2 separate regions of the Mus musculus genome follow, and region 1 is linked to region 2. Evidence: chromatin contacts called from public HiChIP or PLAC-seq data. All regions are on one chromosome and are shown on one strand. The core of a region is the stretch at or near the end of the contact, and the rest is flanking DNA. Distances in the headings are between cores, read along the strand shown.

Region 1 (3,320 bases), core at 616-3,115, 60 kb before region 2:
TTCCTAGCACGTGCAGTTATCAGTATTTACTATCTACTCCTATCTAGGAAGTGTCCTCTCAGACGGGAAGGGACATAAATAGAGCTTGGCCATAGATCCTAAATAAAAGTTTATCATTCTGGCCTTCCTAAACATTTTAAACTACAGTTGAGTCTCTCAACTACAATGCTTGGGACCTGTGTGAAAACATCAATCTTGCTAGCTCCTATGAGTTTCAGGCACAGTACAAAGGTAACGAGTCTATACTCTGAGGCACGTGCCTCTGTTTAACTACAATCTGTCAGATGAGTTAGATGTGAAATCTTTCACTTTAAGGCATCGTATCAGTGATCAAAAAGTTTTGAATATTGTTGTATTTTGGATTTTTTTTTGGTAGGGATGGCCAACTTATAGCATAAATTTCACACTCACAGCTTACCCGGTACTTACTGCTACAGATTCAGGGAAAAGTGCTCATGTGGCAACTTCTGTACCCACCTATCTGAGAACATACACCTCTAAAGGTAGCTCTGCAAGAGGCGCTGGGGAGACCTCCCAGTCAGTAAAGTGTCTGTTGTGCAAACATGAAGACCTGCGTTCCATTATTTACATCCACATAAAAGAGCCAGGCATAGTGGCATGCATTTAAAATGCCAGCGCTGAGAGTGTGGAGACAGGAGGACCCCTGTCTTGACAAACTAGTGTGCCTAATCAGCAAGCCCCAGGCTCCAGGGAGAGACCTTGTCTAAAGAGTCAAAGTGACTGAGTCCTCAGGAACCATGCCGGAAGGTGGCATCACTTTTCCACGTCTCCACACCCATGGGTACACACATACAACAATGAATGACTCATCTGTGTCACTGAGGCCTTGCTAGGATTGCTGCGTGAAGCTTTTAAACACCACTTTAAGATCAGGGGAAGGATCCAATGCATATAATCTTCAATGCCTTTGGGCTCCTTATCAACTACAGTAGCCTTAACTAACCTGATTAATTCAGTGTTACTTTCTAAACTCTTCTAATGTAGTTTCATTAGATTCTTCAAGGTAAATATTACTTGTTTAGTAATTAAAAAAAAACTCCAAAGATTGAATAACTTGATGAGTAAAAATGGAAATTGAGTTATTTACTAAAGTTGCCTTTACAGTTCCCCCAAACCACCAACTTCTTATATATTACAGAAATTTACTATTAACCAAGATATACCACTAGATAAAAACGATCACTCATTCATAAGTTTTATTTTCCACAATGAAAGCTTCTAGCCTGGTAGGTAATACAAAAAATAAAATATTCCATGTAAAATGGATATAAAGTAAAAACTTTTATTTAGAAATAAGCTACCTCATATTCCATTTACAAAGCCATGTGTTATATATCACTACTAGAAGACTTAAGTACTTAACTTTCAATGCCTAGCAAGATCTCTTAAACTGTTTTTCTTATCTTGTTCTTTAAAATTCAAAACTAAAAAAAAAAAAAAAAAAAAAAAAAAAAAAAAAATCCCACTTGACTAAAAACGCAAAACAGGAAGGCTGTCCCTTCTAGGGTTAACAGATGCTTTTTGTAAGATTTTAGGTAAGATTAACCTTTTGCTCATAATAGGAATGGTTATTGGTTTTATTTTTTTTTCACTGTCTTTAACTCAGGTAAAAATCAATATAGAGCGAGACAAAGGGCTCTAGAGGGTCTGGCAATACCAGCTTTTGGTTTGGCTCCTGCACAATTCTACAGCATGCTGAGGCTGGGAAGGATTAGCCTGCTTGTGTTGAGTAAACCGATGATACTCAATAAACAGTTTCTGTTGTAAACCCCTTAGGACGTGCAAAGCCACACTAGTTGGCAATAGACCAGATAAGCGGCAGAACCAGCTGTAATCTCATTTAGACCTGAGCTGATCCTCCTGTCCTTTCATTCCACAGGATCAAAGCAAACCACTGAGGAGGCAGCTGTATTACAGCAGCCCAGCTTGCCGGATGAGGCAAACATTTCATAAATTCCACTCCTTCAAGCAAGTCTCTACTAATCTACCCAGAGCTGGGACAATCAATGAATTTCTGAATTCATTAGACTGGTCATTATAGGATAACCACTTTCTCTTTGGAAAAAAACTGTACATCAACTTTACACAAAGGCTGCTACTTTGAACATCTGGGGGTTTTTTGTTTTTGTTTTCCCCTGGAAATGCCTAAATGTATATCCATAATATAAAAACACAAATGGTTTAAAATTCCTTATGATGGTAAATTTCTCTATATAATATAGGCGAATATCACTCAAATATGCCAAAATCATAGGAGCACCTCCTTTCTTAAGGACACGGGAATATGATAAAACCTACTGACACTAATCCAAACTCATGTTCAGAAAAAGTTTTAGGAAAAGTTTTTGCAGTCTATTAAAGATTATCATAAAATTCTTTAACTATTACATTAAACAAAACACAATTTTAATGTATTCATAATAATTGAAGTGTTAAATGTCTCAAATTATCCAAGTGTTTTGTTACTCCTACCCCTTTCAATGGGACTGACACTTTAATATTGGATATGACTAAGAATTTTTTTCTTAAAAAAACGTAAATTTCAAGCTATGACCTTTAAGGAGCACTCACCAATTTCAAACACAAGAGAATAGTAACTGGATGTACAAGGGGTAGTAAAGGGACAGATGTCAGACGTGTCACAAATCACTCTGTAAACACTAAAGAGCACTCTACTCTGCTAGGCTAGGAACAGCAGCACTGTACGAGAACCAAGTGCTGAACTCAATGCCTCAGAAAGCTGCACAAGACCCAGTGAGGGAGCTGCAAAACCTGAGGGTTGGGGGAGCACTTATGTTCTGAGTACCACATCTTACTTTAGATGTCACTGAAAACATTTAAATATTCTTAAGCTCAAAATGAATAGGCCATGGTCTAGATTTGGCTAGCAGCAACTTTGCCTGCTCCTTCTAGTAAGAACTACTCATTTACAGAAGACAGAAACCTTGATCATTTTAGGTTCAGGTTCCCATGTTCTGTTTTATTGTTTCTCTATAGACTCAGAGTACTTGTTCTGCTTCTACAGCAAATGGTGTAGTGACAAGGTTTCTATAAGAAAATGGAATGAGGATTCTTAGTTCTGAAAACCATAGACAAGAATGCTTGGTACACATCAGTGTAGACAACACTCCAAAGTTATTATGCATTTTCTGATCCTTCTAACACCAACAAGCCTTAATTTATTTGGCCAACTTCTTTCCTCCATTCTTCAGATGTACAAAAGTACCATTTAACATGATCACACAATAACAGTAAAAGTGAAAAATATCAAACCTTAACTCTTCTAATATTTGCAAAAT
Region 2 (3,300 bases), core at 702-3,201:
ACCTAGGCTACACATTGGCTAGAGTTGAGGCCCTGTCTTAGAAACAAAAACAATGCATATACAATATGTTATATAGAGAATATGTACATTATACACAGTGCAGGTATTCAGTGCTCAGTAGTATGATGCTTGCCTAACATATACAATAACCTAGATTAGATCTCTAGAATCACATGTGATTAATTTAATCAGAGACTAATTTAATCTAGAGATTAAATCACACACATATATATTGATAAGGATTTCGCTTATCAATATACACAATATAAACAACTCCTTAAAACCATTATTTATCAGTCATAACTGCTTGAGTGTTTCCTGGTAAGACCACCAGCAAAGCAATAAAAAAGAGCAATTTCCCTGCTTTTGTAATCAGTAGTGGAAAAGCAGCAATATAAAACTAGACAGCATTAGAGTTAAAAATAGACACATACATACCTGAATAAATGAAAGAGCTCTCTACAGGAATAGACTAGCGCTGTTTCTGTAACCCATTGGAAGCCAAATAGTTCTACTGTATCCTCTTCAAAATTAGTTGGTAATGGATCAAGATTTAAAATTAACCTGTAATGAAAACAATGACTTAAATCATTTGAATCCAGACTATACATGCCATGATGACGCGCACAAACACATATGTATATGTGTATGTGTGTGTGTGTTGGGGGGGGGGGGGAGGGGTTACTTGACACCTTATGTTGTGTCCAAAAGGAAAATCTAAATGGAGTCCAAGCAATATACAAAGTGGTCTGAGGTCACAGTAATTTATCTTTGAACAAGAAAATGGGTTTTCAGAACACCAAATATTCCGAATTAGGAAGAATGACATCATATAGATACCTAATGTGGTTTAAGGTTATTAACAAATTATTAACAAGGTATAATCATACAATCAACAAAAAATGGTTTTCTTTAATGAAGTTTCCTCAAAGGGCATTACCTAAATAATTCAAGAACAGCAATTTTATTGTAATATTCATTCGACTAATGTGTCTATGAATTCTGTATGCCGATGCTTTGGATGGAAAGAACCCGTGCAACAAAAACTATCAGGTTCTACTTATAAACTACTGAAAACTTATAGATAACTATTACCCCTTAAAAGGAAATACAAGTTCCAAGAGACTAGGCTGCTCTGAAACCAGTCTAAGTAAATTAAATATCCAGCTACCCACTCCTAAGAGATTATCAATTATCCAGAAAGTTCTTCTATATACTAAGCGTATGTAAAACGAGGCTTGCTGAGCACCTACGTTAGACATTGGTGATAATCAACATTGCTGGGGGTGGGGACCTTCAATTCGGTTTTTTGTTGTTTGTTTGTTTTTTAACCTACCGCTTAAGGGCGCCACTGGCAAGGTAGGACTCTCCAGAGAATTTTCCTTCTCTGTTGTCAAAAGCGCAAGAAAAGCAGGGGGGTTTGCACCACTCTGTCCCCAGCTCCAGCTCTAAGCTGTCAGTCAAGAAGGTCGACGCTGCTGAACAGCCATCCATTATTTACATCCTGCTCTGCAATGCCACCGCGGTTCCGGGCAGTTACGTTCGGGCTCCGAAGACAAGCTGCAAGAGGCTGAAAGTACGGTAAGGAGCTACCTCGGAGATCCAAAATGTGCCCTCAGCACCCGGGGAAACCAACGTGAAAGCAGAGAAGCTGAAGGCAACAGGTCCAGAATCCTCCGGGCGTCCCGCAGGCGCCGGAGCCGCCAAGCCTTCCAACGCCGCCCTCGCTCCCTCCGGGCTGCCGTGGGTTTTGAGGCCCTCGCGCACCTCCTCAGGCTGGTTTCCCCGCACGGCCCGGATGGAGCACGCAGCCCCGCCGCCTCCCTCCGTCTCCCTCAGTCCCAGCGCGGCGTTCGGGGCGGGCGAGCGCGCGGGAAAACCGCAGGCCCCCGCAAACCTAGAACGCGGAACGCAGCGCCGGGCAGAGGAAACCGGAAGCAGGCGAAATTCCCGCCACGGCGTGCCCCGCCTCCGGCGCCGCCCTCTCGCGAGTCCTCACTGGCGCGGACCGAGATCTCGCGAGAGCCCGTCGGCCCGGACAAGTCCAGGGATTCGCTCTTCACGGTTCTCCGTACCGTTGAGAGTTTGCGAGGTGGCCAGCTCTCCGCTGAAGCCTGGAAGTAGGGTCTGCGAACGGCGGGGATCAGCTTCAGGCCGGGCTCTGGAGAGCCCCGCGCCTGCCTCGGCCTCCCGCAGCCCGGCCACCCTCTTCCTGCCCTGGGGCCCACCCCGGCTTTCCTGTGTTGGATGCCTTCTGCTCTGCAGCAGTGACCCAGAACACAAGGGACACATTGACTAAGTTAGATGGCTTTTTTTCCTCAGACATAACAACTTTTGCTCCCTTTGCAATACATTGTAACTCTGGACAAGAGTTACAATTTTGTAAAAATATTTTCCGATCCATTTTCCTTATTAAAGTGTTCTTTAAAGTTGACTCGAATATTACTGTCTTGAGATGGGGGTGGGGGGCATGGGGATTCAAATGCCTGCTGCATTTAAATATATTGCTTTACTTGCGGGCATCCACTTCATAGGGAACCTACCCTAACTCTTAGATGTTAAAATCAACGTATTTTCAAATGACATGTGGGATGAAGCGGAAGAAAAAAAAAATTCCCACTGCAGTGTAGGGCTACTATAGTACATGTATTTGTGCAGCCCAGTTGAGGTACTCTGAGACCTGATGCTTTTTTTTGTTGACTGCTGATGATAGCTGGTGATGAGTATTGTATCATGAAGGTCTCTTCCACAGTGATGTCAAGAGTATGTTTTCTGAATATGAGAATACCTAGTGTTGGCACTGCAATTAGGACAACATACCATACGGCCATTTTTCTTCCTCCCATCAACATTCCAGTACACTCTTGTCTGTTGTGTTTGTTTAAATACCTGATGTTGATTATGTGAGCTCAACTTATGTGAATCATGGAGTGGGAAGAACTAAAGAAATGACAGAGGCCAATTAAGGTGATACTTAATGAAATGGTCACTTACAAAGGTGTGTCCATGGTTACTGGATCCCAAAATGGGATGACTAGGCACCCACAGCTAATAGAGACAATTATCATTCTTGAGCAGAAAAGTAAGGATCAACACGGATTACTAGAGAGGAGTGAGACCTGTGCCTGTAGGATGCAGTCACCTAACTTATCGTCACACAACAGTGGTTGCCTTCACAGACAAACACAACTGTCCCACCACAGACAAGTGGGGGAAACACTGAAAGGAGTAAACCACATCCCATGTTTCACTCCTGTCGGCCAAAACAAACCAAAGCGCAAAGCAAGGGTGTAGCCTATC

Evidence for each region. HiChIP or PLAC-seq counts read pairs in DNA pulled down with a chosen protein or histone mark.
Region 1: an H3K4me3 HiChIP or PLAC-seq map of the SCID.adh cell line shows a contact between it and region 2, with 15 read pairs. The contact joins the enhancer-like site here to the promoter of Mms22l in region 2. A contact is called at or near these places in 3 of 39 promoter capture datasets (the 3T3-L1 cell line, the C10 cell line and embryonic stem cells), 2 of 484 Hi-C or Micro-C datasets (embryonic stem cells and short-term hematopoietic stem cells), 9 of 115 datasets of contacts at active chromatin or transcription factors (CD8 T cells, the SCID.adh cell line, bone marrow-derived macrophages and 2 more) and 3 of 9 other capture datasets (adipose tissue, liver and pancreatic islet).

What each region holds. Positions count from the first base shown.
Region 1 is chr4:24,554,821-24,558,140 of GRCm38.p6, reverse strand. The region is part of intron 13 of Mms22l (MMS22-like, DNA repair protein); the gene reads right to left. Among named protein-coding and RNA genes, the nearest start is that of Mms22l, 60 kb to the right of the region's middle. Within about 2 kb of position 1,865, at least 30 of the 459 cell types and tissues checked have an H3K27ac peak or open chromatin away from gene starts, as enhancers often do. A contact at or near this core is called in the SCID.adh cell line, where this site is marked.
Region 2 is chr4:24,495,102-24,498,401 of GRCm38.p6, reverse strand. Mms22l (MMS22-like, DNA repair protein) reads right to left here and starts at 1,951. Exons shown (of 24, transcript NM_199467.3): 1 at 1,337-1,951; 2 at 439-564. The coding sequence starts at 1,494.